Regions from separate parts of the Rattus norvegicus genome. Here region 2 is linked to region 1. Evidence: chromatin contacts called from public Hi-C data. All regions are on one chromosome and are shown on one strand. The core of a region is the stretch at or near the end of the contact, and the rest is flanking DNA. Distances in the headings are between cores, read along the strand shown. Region 1 holds the start of Car3 (carbonic anhydrase 3). Region 2 has its middle 48 kb from the start of Car1.

Region 1 (5,587 bases), core at 2,186-4,685:
CACACACACACACACACACACACACACACGCCATACTGCTCTCTACAAAACATATCCTTGACTCTGTAAAACATATCCTTGATTTTATAAGAACACATCACTATTAACTGCCTTATATATTGTTATATAAGTATCAAAAGGACCTGTGGTAGGCACTATTTCCTCCCTTTCTCATAGGAGGTACCTAAGACAAAACAAAAATGTAGGCAAGCAGCCACCTAAATCCTTCTGGAAATTTGCAATCAAAAAAACAAAACAAAAAAAACCTACAAAATAAAACTCCACCTGTTAAATTCTATAAACAAACATCATCATTGAATTATTAGAAACAAGTCTTGATTCTAAAAAACCACAGTTGATCCTAAGAAAAAAATTATGAAGTTCAATCATTTCCCTCTATCTAATATTCTGTAATATTAATATAATAAACTGTATAATATACTATATATGATATAATCTAAATATAATATACTATATATTTAATATGCTATATTTATACTCTTAAAGTAACCATGTAGGTTTAGAAGAAACCAATTTGAATCAATGGACCTTGATGATGAGCTCTTATTTGGTGGATCCAGGAGGATTTCGTCTTGGGATTCATGCTCCCACTTTCAAGTAAAGTGATCAGCCTGACATATCTCAGTTAGAATAGGCACTCAGATAATTCTCCTCCAGCCTTGCCAAGAACAGTGGCCAAATATAAGATCAGGTCCAAATACCTCAGCTGTCACTAGCAGTAAACTCAGGAATCAAGCCTGTCCTTTTCTATAGCATACCCTTAGCCAAGCTTCAGCTGACATTGAAGGGGGAGAGCCAAAGTGAGGCTGCCCACCACAGTCACACAGTGTTATGAAAATTGTAAATTTTGTCACCTATTTTTGCATTTTCTGTCCTAGAACCTACTCAATAAAAATTCTATAAAAATAAACGTAGTAAAACCTTATGCTCCAAAACACAATATTTGAGCTGAATTATAAAATTACTTCAAATCCTAATTCATGTTTTTCTTTTTTATGTAATACAAATCAAAATCTTATCAATTTTAATATTTTACATTCAGTTTAATAACATCACCTAGTTGACTTTGCCAAGGGCATCCTTTGCCTACCTTTCTCCTTTCTACCCCCCAATCTCTTCCTCTATTTGCATTTACTCATTTGGGGAGAAAAAATCCAAAAAATTGCCCAATGAATCAACTTTCCAATGATTCTGCTGGGAGAATGGCAGGAGATAATTATTAATAGCTCTTTTATTTTTCTCCTAGTGTTCTCCTACCTGTCTTGTTCCCTACTTGGAAGTATCTTTCCTTTGTGGATAAGCAATTTTGAAATATATAGTTAAGTAAGCTGCTATAACTCAGTACCATGAAGATGATAATGAGCTGATGAGGTTTTCTGAAAGGTTTATTTGAAGATGAGTTTAGATGAGGTATAATTACTTCTTTCTTTCTTTCTCTCTCTTTCTTTCTTTCCTTCTTTTTTCTTCCTTCCTTTCTTTGTGACAAGGCTTTATTATGTAGCCTTGGCTTTTCTTGTACATTGTTAAGGTGCAAACAAAGCATTTAAAAAGATACTCTAGGCATAAACAGTAGTAACATTATAATTACTAGATTACATTTATAATTCATTGTGTTTCTTACCTCAATACTCAGTATCAAATAAATAGTCTTGGTAACTATAAGATTTAGCTATCAGTCTCCTGATTATCCAGGTCAGAGAAAAGTTCCTGTCACAGCTGACAGCCTGGAATGAGACTATGGCTTACTCATACCAACCATCATGTAGCCATAACTTTAAAGTACCTCTATTAATCTCACACACAGCAGCAGCCATCATGGTGAGCTAGAAACCCAGGCATGCACGGCCCCTTGACTTAGAGCTAAGTTATTTGTTTCTCTGTGTTTGCTTGGATCTTCCAAACTAACTGAGGGCTCCTGATTCCACAGTGCTATTGTGTGGATCAAGTGATCCCTGGTCACAAAAATACCCTGAGACTGACTCCCCTGGCGTCCAGGTTCTGCGTGTGGTCAGCCATTCCACATACTTAGCCGATGAGCTGTCTTGGCAATGAAGAGAGATTTCCTTCTCAGGTTTTGTTACCCACAAGAAAAAGTAAACTGAAAAAGTCACTTTTTATAAAAGTAAAAGTTATAAGAAAATGCTTGCAGAAATCTTGTTCAAGACATTTCCAACACGAGGTGTATCTTTTTGGTCTCAAGATATTCTTGCCCAAACAAGTTTTTTTTTTCCATAATAGATGCATAGAATTGCAAACATCTATTATACTGGCTTCTTTCATGTGAGGCATAACCAGATATTTCTAATTATACCTTTGTTATGCACAAATGGGATATGCCAGTTTTAGTCTCCATTTATGTGGTTTACTGTATTACAAAACACACTAGGACTGAGAGAAAAAACACAAGACCCAACCGATCTCATAGACCTTTTCCTTTTTGTTTCCCTCCCTTGTCTCTAATTATGTCTTGGAGTGTGAAATTTTTATGTAGCATACTCTTTTTTGATGCTACTCTTTTAAAGCTTCAGATATTCTTGGTGTCCTGAGGTGAACAGAGCACAGCTCCCAGTGTGGTTCTGTCCCAGACTGCTGCTGAGTAAGGCTGGGGTGCAGAGTCCCTCCCTGGCTGACCGGGATTCTGTGCTGTGCTCCCGAGTCATACTAGACAAACTAAGTTAGGCTGGATGTGAAGCCTAGGCAGTCTACCTTAGAAACTCATCCCGTTAAGGATGTTGGGACCGGAAAGCATGCAGTCCCAGATTCCTCCTCATCTCTATTTCCAGGATTTTACACGTTTTCCGTAGGGGAATCACGCACTAGTCAGAGGATCAGAAGAGCTCTTTCCACCCTAACCGGATTCCTGCGGGAAAAGGAACTCAAGCGTCCAGAGACTGCAGCGGGTCCTTCATTCCGAGGTAAAAGTTTTCTGAGGAAGGCTGCAAGAGCCGTGGGTGCAATTTTTAGCTGCTAAGTAACACACGGGACTGCAGCCTGAGTCGGCTGCTCCTCCAGACCCCCAAGTGAGTGAAAATGGAGGGAACCAACGCTACCAAAGCCGAGCTCTTAGAAAGCTCAGTTGCTTGGTAGTCTGCAAAGGAAACAGAGGAAAGAGCCAGGGCTTTTGCAAGAGCCAAGAAGGGAGTCTTCTGTCCCCCTCCGTTCCCCCTCCGTGCCTCCTCCCTGCCCCCTCCTGCCACCCTCTCACCCCGACAGCTGTCCACCGCTTGTAATTCATTGGCTCCCCCGCCCCGCCTTCCGAGTACCACCCCAATCCAGTTTAGCCCCCTTCCTCACCCGCTGACCTAATAAGGCCATGCACACTGCAGGAGACCTATATAAAAGTGGGGACTTTTTGGAGCTTTTGCCGGACAACAGGAGCAAGCAAAAGCAGGAGCTGTCCAGCGCTGAGAGACAGGAAAGGCCATGGCTAAGGAGTGGGGTTACGCCAGCCACAATGGTGAGTGGGTCCAGGACACTACGGGTGTGCCTGCATTGCACAGGTGTGCAGGTAGAAATAGTTAAGAAATAGCATATACTGAGAGTTTTCTGGTGTCCTATGCTGCTTGTCTTTTAAACATGACTCACTGTTTTCCTTTCCACGGAGGAACCTGAAGCTCAGAGACGCACCCACTATCACTAGCTTAAGGTCCGATAATGTATCTGAGAAGTCATTCAGCCCAAAGTCAGGTTCAGTTGAATCTTATTCTGTGAAACTGAGCAGTGAGCACTTGGCCTATTTGAGTTCGGGGGGGGGGGGGCTGTAACAATCTCTGCTTCAATCAAGTCAGCTTTGGGAAAAAGAAGAAAAGTATCCTTTGCAAGCTACAAAGTATCCAAAAATATGTGATCAGTCTGTGATTCATTTCAAAGATAAGCTTTTCTGGTTACATGATTCTCAAGCCAGGGGAGGGAATGCAGAGATTGGCATGCTCTTTGAGCACAGGAAGCAAGGTTCTAAGTAGGTTTGAAATCAAAGAACTGTGTTGCTCAATTTGAACCAGAGACCTTCCTGTAAACACTCTTTGGCTTCTGTATAGTTTGCTGGCATAGTTCACCAGATAGAGGTCTTGGGCTTTACTATTAAATGAATAAAATCCCTGTCATTTACTTCCTAGGTCCTGAGCACTGGCATGAACTTTATCCAATTGCCAAAGGGGACAACCAGTCACCCATTGAACTGCATACTAAAGACATCAGGCATGATCCTTCTCTGCAGCCTTGGTCAGTATCTTATGATCCTGGCTCTGCTAAGACCATCCTGAACAATGGGAAGACCTGCAGAGTTGTGTTTGATGATACTTTCGACAGGTCCAGTAAGTATAGCACTTAGAAAGGGTCATGTGGGTGTTTTCGGTATCTAATGGCAAGATGCAATATGTGAAATGGTAACAGAATTATGGAAAGAGGGAGAAGTTCATTCCTGCAATGGAGATGACTTTAGACTTGGCTCTAGTTGTAAAGAACTATATTCACATCATGAAGAAGAATGTCACACCCTCTTGTTGCTGCAAAATGGCCATATGCCCATGCTAAAAGTTAGCAAAGCACTCCAGAGACAAAGTATGGATCAAGAGGGGAAGGCAGGGAGCCCACGTGGTCTTTCTGACCATTGAGAGACAACATTCTTGTGGTTTCTGAGTGGTATGGAGAACAGGCTCCCCCCAGGCTTCAAGAAATAAAATAGGCCCTCTCTTCCCTGCTGGCTGGAAGGAGGCTAATTAATGTGAAAAGGCAGGCCCACTATGTCAGTTAAAATAGCCTGGTTTCAGTAAGTATCTCACTGGTGTTAACGCAAAGAATCTTTGTAGTGAGTGTTTCTGATGTATATGACCACTTTTCCTTGGGCCAGTGTTAGTGTGAAATTGAAACATTCCTGGGAGGGAGGAGGGTTTTTTTTTTTTTTTGCCTACATTAGTAACCAATCTGTGACATCAAAGAAGACTAATCTGAAATATTTTGAACATTTGAATACTAATTTGAAATAATTTGAAATTTCAGAAAGGCTTGGTGGCTCATACCTGTAATCCCAATACTCAAGAGGCAAAGGCAAGAGGATTGCCACAAATATAGGGCTAACCTGGTATTCTGATGAGTTCCAGTCCAGCGAGGGCTATAGAGTAAAACTCAAAAATTGCAAGCTTTATCTCATTGCAAGTGAGTCTAACTGAGAATTAGTCTTTAGTAATTAAGAACGCAATTTCCTAATTAAGTTAAAATTTCCTTTGTTGATAAACATGAATGACCATTCTGGTGATGTCTTAAGAAATAATGATAGAGTGACATACAACTCCCCCTTCCAGGGTAGGAAGAGGGCAGAAGCTTACTACTTTTTGAGCAATTGTTATATGTTACTCTTCCCCATTTTTTTCCTTCCCTTAAAAGGTGAAGAGTCATTTAGGAGAAAAAAAAAGCAAACAATAACAACAAAAAATGAAATTAAAGATCATTCACCAAGCAGAAACACATAAAGTAGCTTTTTTAAAAGAAATATAGTTAAATGTTAGAGATTAATAATTAGATAATACATAGATAAATAATAAATAATTAATAATAAACAAAACTAATA
Region 2 (5,587 bases), core at 2,239-4,738, 97 kb before region 1:
ACAGAACAATTTGCAAATTCATCTGGAATAACAAAAAACCCAGGATAGCTAAAGCTATCCTCAACAATAAAAGGACTTCAGGGGGAATCACTATCCCTGAACTCAAGCAGTATTACAGAGCAATAGTGATAAAAACTGCATGGTATTGGTACAGAGACAGACAGATAGACCAATGGAATAGAATTGAAGACCCAGAAATGAACCCACACACCTATGGTCACTTGATTTTTGACAAAGGAGCCAAAACCATCCAATGGAAAAAAGATAGCATTTTCGGCAAATGGTGCTGGTTCAACTGGAGGGCAACATGTAGAAGAATGCAGATCGATCCATGCTTATCACCCTGTACAAAGCTTAAGTCCAAGTGGATCAAGGACCTCCACATCAAACCAGACACACTCAAACTAATAGAAGAAAAACTAGGGAAGCATCTGGAACACATGGGCACTGGAAAAAATTTCCTGAACAAAACACCAATGGCTTATGCTCTAAGATCAAGAATCGGCAAATGGGATCTCATAAAACTGCAAAGCTTCTGTAAGGCAAAGGACACTGTGGTTAGGACAAAACGGCAACCAACAGATTGGGAAAAGATCTTTACCAATCCTACAACAGATAGAGGCCTTATATCCAAAATATACAAAGAACTCAAGAAGTTAGACCGCAGGGAAACAAATAACCCTATTAAAAAATGGGGTTCAGAGCTAAACAAAGAATTCACAGCTGAGGAATGCTGAATGGCTGAGAAACACCTAAAGAAATGTTCAACATCTTTAGTCATAAGGGAAATGCAAATCAAAACAACCCTGAGATTTCACCTCACACCAGTGAGAATGGCTAAGATCAAAAACTCAGGTGACAGCAGATGCTGGCGAGGATGCGGAGAAAGAGGAACACTCCTCCATTGTTGGTGGGATTGCAGACTGGTAAAACCATTCTGGAAATCAGTCTGGAGGTTCCTCAGAAAATTGGACATTGAACTGCCTCAGGATCTAGCTATACCTCTCTTGGGCATATACCCAAAAGATGCCTCAACATATAAAAGAGACACGTGCTCCACTATGTTCATCGCAGCCTTATTTATAATAGCCAGAAAATGGAAAGAACCCAGATGCCCTTCAACAGAGGAATGGATACAGAAAATGTGGTACATCTACACAATGGAATATTACTCAGCTATCAAAAACAACGGCTTTATGAAATTCGTAGGCAAATGGTTGGAACTGGAAAATATCATCCTGAGCGAGCTAACCCAATCACAGAAAGACATACATGGTATGCACTCATTGATAAGTGGCTATTAGCCCAAATGCTTGAATTACCCTAGATCCCTAGAACAAACGAAACTCAAGACGGATGATCAAAATGTGAATGCTTCACTCCTTTTTTAAATGAGGAAAAAGAATACCCTTGGCAGGGAAGGGAGAGGCAAAGATTAAAACAGAGACTGAAGGAACAGCCATTCAGAGCCTGCCCCACATGTGGCCCATACATATACAGCCACCCAATTAGACAAGATGGATCAAGCAAAGAAGTGTAGACCGACAGGAGCCGGATGTAGATCGCTCCTGAGAGACACAGCCAGAATACAGCAAATACAGAGGCGAATGCCAGCAGCAAACCACTGAACTGAGAATAGGTCCCCTATTGAAGGAATCAGAGAAAGAACTGGAAGAGCTTGAAGGGGCTCGAGACCCCAAAAGTACAACAATGCCAAGCAACCAGAGCTTCCAGGGACTAAGCCACTACCTAAAGACTATACATGGACTGACCCTGGACTCTGACCCTATAGGTAGCAATGAATATCCTAGTAAGAGCACCAGTGGAAGGGGAAGCCCTGGGTCCTGCTAAGACTGAACCCCCAGTGAACTAGTCTATGTGGCAGGGCGGCAATGGGGGGAGGGTTGGGAGGGGAACACCCATAAGGAAGGGGAGGGGGGAGGGGGATGTTTGCCCGGAAACCGGGAAAGGGAATAACACTCGAAATGTATATAAGAAATACTCAGGTTAATAAAAAAAAAAAAAAAAGAAAAAGAAAATATAATTGTCAAATCACTGAAAATCTGTATCATGCTCATTGATGGAAGTCTTAGTGTGTGGGTGCTATTCACCCTGAAAATTAATTCATAAGTATTAGACAGTTTCCATCCAAACACCACAGGATCGTTTCCAGGGAACCTGACAGGACAATCAAAGAATTAACATATAATAAAGCAGTGAACAAGTGTAGACTGCAAAACTAAGAAGAAAATGTTGAGGATTACACCAACAAAGACAAAAAAAAAAAAGTTGCTGGGTTGTTTTGTATGTTGTTTTTGAGTTCGGAAAATATTTGGGCAAAAGATAAAATAACATTATAATTCATAAGTAAATTAATTTACCCCCAAAATAATTTTGGGCTTAATTTCAATAAAACAATTAATTAAAATTAATTAATTATATAAAAATATTCACAGAATTTTTGTTTTTCGGAGCTGGGGACTGAACCCAGAGCCTTGCCCTTGCTATGTAAGCGTTCTACCGCTGAGCTAAATCCCCAACCCCACATAATTTGTTAACTATTGACAGGGATATACTGAATGCCCAAAAAACATCTGTTTCCAAAATATTATAAATCTTTGATGGGCTTGATGGCTTCCACAATACCAGTGCTCAGGAGAAATAGTTAGAGGATCAGGAATTCAAATCTTTTTTTGGGTACATAGTATAAGGTCAACCTGCATATAACCTCCTATCTCAAAACAGACAAACACCAACATATATAAAATTTGACAAGTTAACAGTGAAACCAGCACACAAAATTTAAAATTCTAATTCCACTTAAAAAAATTAAAACTTTTTTGAAGCAAGTTCTGATGTATTGATATTTTGACGATATGATTGGCTTTGAACTTTGAATCTCTAAGTTAACCTTAACTGCTGACCATTTTTAGCTTTTTGCTTCTTGCTCTTGATTCTCTTGTTTGGTGTATATGGTGCTAGACATTAAACGCAGTACTGGATGCCTGCTAGACAAGTAGTGTAACTACTCAACAGCCAAATTTACTTCCCATACACAGTAGTAGATTTTAAAAGGTAGAATATAGGATGAACAGTTAAAAACTTACAAGCATTATCTAAAAATGAGATTTCTACTTCAGTTAAAAATTGAATCCTTTCATTCAGTATTTTCATAGAAGAAAATGATTCCCAACTGTAGGAAGCTATATTCACTTAGAGGCGAAATGGATTAGTAAGTCGCACGTTATTTCTAGCCCACCTAAGATTCAAGTGCAAGGGTTAGGGTAAGTTGTTAAAATTGCACAATATTCCTTAGCTGTCACATGCAGTTGCTGTGAATATTCACTGATTTATGAAAAGTCCTGGAACCATAAATCTGAGCACATAAGCAAATAAGAAAGTGAACATTCACCTCTCTACTGGGAATGCCAGTTTGTTTTGTAAGAATCTATTTGCAAATTTCATCTTGCACATGTGCCAGCAAACAAGAGTGATGGCTGTGGGCTCACTCTTGCTCAACAACTCTTACTACAAGACTAGACTATTCCCTAGCCTAGTCAGTCTCCAGCATTGATGTTGGTATTACCCAGTAGCCTTTGTGTCGTTCTGTCACAGTTGCCTTTTGTTTTTAGAACACAATTCTAGAGACATGAAGAGATATTTTATTGGATAGGATCATGTTAGTCACCACAGCTGATATTCAGGTCTGATCTGCTGGTCTGAGTGTCTGATGCTGAGAGACAGAGACATAGTATGTTTTTCAGTAAATTTGTTTTTGCTTTTGTATTCTGCTTTAAGGACTCAGTATGTAGGATATAGCCTGGAACTCTCCTTGCTTGGTGTAATTACAGTCTGCAGCAATAAGGGGCTTCTCCAGTTGAAATAAGTATTTGTTTAGTCTTGAAGGAAATAGGCACCATGAAATCTGTCACTGGGGGTGTGAAAGGCACCATGATATATGCTAGTATAGCTTGTTCAGACACTACAGACATGGCTAGAAACATGGACATTTGAGCTAAGAAGTTAAAGATAAGTCTGGAATCTTAGGTTGGGACACATGCCAGGTCTAAGGAAAAGTTTTAAGAAACATCGAATTTGCTTCACTACAAGGAGGAAATGAAAGGTTTTTAAAATGTGCTTTGTGTGCATGGCATAGTTATGAGCCTGTAGCAATAGAAGCAGATGGATGAATTGGTGGGGAATAATGGATTTGGAGGAGCAGTGACTTCTTTTCCTAGTTTCAATGTAGATGTCAGAAAAATAGAGATGTTGAGAGGGATTGATGGAGAAGTCTGGATATATAGGTGAGCAGGAATGTTGTAAGTGCTTAAATGCCTTATTCCCCACCAATTCATCCATCTGCTCTTTTTATTTGACTGAACTCATTTGTATAAAGTGTTTTAATACTTTGAGTTACACAATAGTTATATTCTTAAAAGGAAAAGATTGATCTCTCCACTCCCCAAGAGTGTTTCTGCAGACAGATTCTCAGTGATGCTAGTCTGAGGTGTTTCTTTTTCTGCATGAGTTGCTCCCTGGCTGCTGTCTCCTTGGGTCCAAATTTGTCTCAGGTGCATCAGATCACAAGCATCTGGATTAGTGCAATACTAACCATTAGCTAGTATTTGTGTGTGTGTGTGTGTGTGTGTGTGTGTGCATAAATCAAATATTGGCCTCCAGTTACTTCTGGTATGATTCTTGTATATTTTGCCCAAGGGGAATATTTGAAATTTTTAAAATGCTTTAGATGGATGGTAATACTACAGAACAATGTTTTTGTCCTTCAAAATGATGAATCTGATTTAACTTAAAATAACTACTGTGTTGTTTTTCTTTGCTTCATTTAACCCTGTGTAACCTTTTGAAACTGATTGGGAACAGATCTATAAAAACAATAGCCTGACCTTGACTTGGGAATTTGGCAGGGGGTTCATATTTTCTTGTCTCTTTAAAGGCCCTTCTTATTCATGCTTATTATACGTATGGTCTCTTTGTAACTTGGCCAAATGGACCATAATCCAAATTCAGTTATGATGGTTTCTAAAAATGGTGCCTTAAATGAAGGGTATGAGAAGACAAACTTTGACAAGTAGGACTCCACATCTGCTCAACCAAACCAGTGCCTGTGCTCTGGCTCCAGTATCTGTTTCTGTATAGTTATAAACTTATTTTTTCCTTTTGCCTGCTTGTGCAGTTTGCATGCATATATATATATATATATAATGTATAGGGGCAAATATATACGTACATACGTGTGTGTGTGTGTGTGTGTTTGCATACATGCATGCACATGTGTAAGTGGAGGTCTAAAGCTGATGTTAGTTATCTTTGTGGTTGTTTTCCACTATATAATTTTTGAGGATGGTCTCTCACCAGATCAAGAGCTCACTAGGCAGCTTGCTCAAGGGATGTGTCTCTCTGCCTTCCGAGGGCTGGGATCATGACTGGTCATTACATCTGTCATGGGGATCCAGACTCTAGTCTTCATATTCATACCACACTGAGTCATTTCCTTAGCCCTCGAAATTTTTATTGTATATTGAAAGGTGAATTCTCATCATTTTAGGCAATTAGATCTAGCTATTCT

What was found. A called contact is a pair of places that touch in the nucleus more often than the background predicts.
Region 2: a Hi-C map of liver shows a contact between it and region 1, with 2.9 times the contacts expected there. The contact joins the enhancer-like site here to the promoter of Car3 in region 1. A contact is called at or near these places in 2 of 12 Hi-C or Micro-C datasets (kidney and liver).

What each region holds. Positions count from the first base shown.
Region 1 is chr2:88,498,322-88,503,908 of GRCr8, reverse strand. Car3 (carbonic anhydrase 3) reads left to right here and starts at 3,435. Exons shown (of 7, transcript NM_019292.4): 1 at 3,435-3,478; 2 at 4,137-4,334. The coding sequence starts at 3,445.
Region 2 is chr2:88,595,567-88,601,153 of GRCr8, reverse strand. No RefSeq gene overlaps it. Among named protein-coding and RNA genes, the nearest start is that of Car1, 48 kb to the right of the region's middle. Within about 2 kb of position 3,488, at least 3 of the 93 cell types and tissues checked have an H3K27ac peak or open chromatin away from gene starts, as enhancers often do. A contact at or near this core is called in liver, where this site is marked.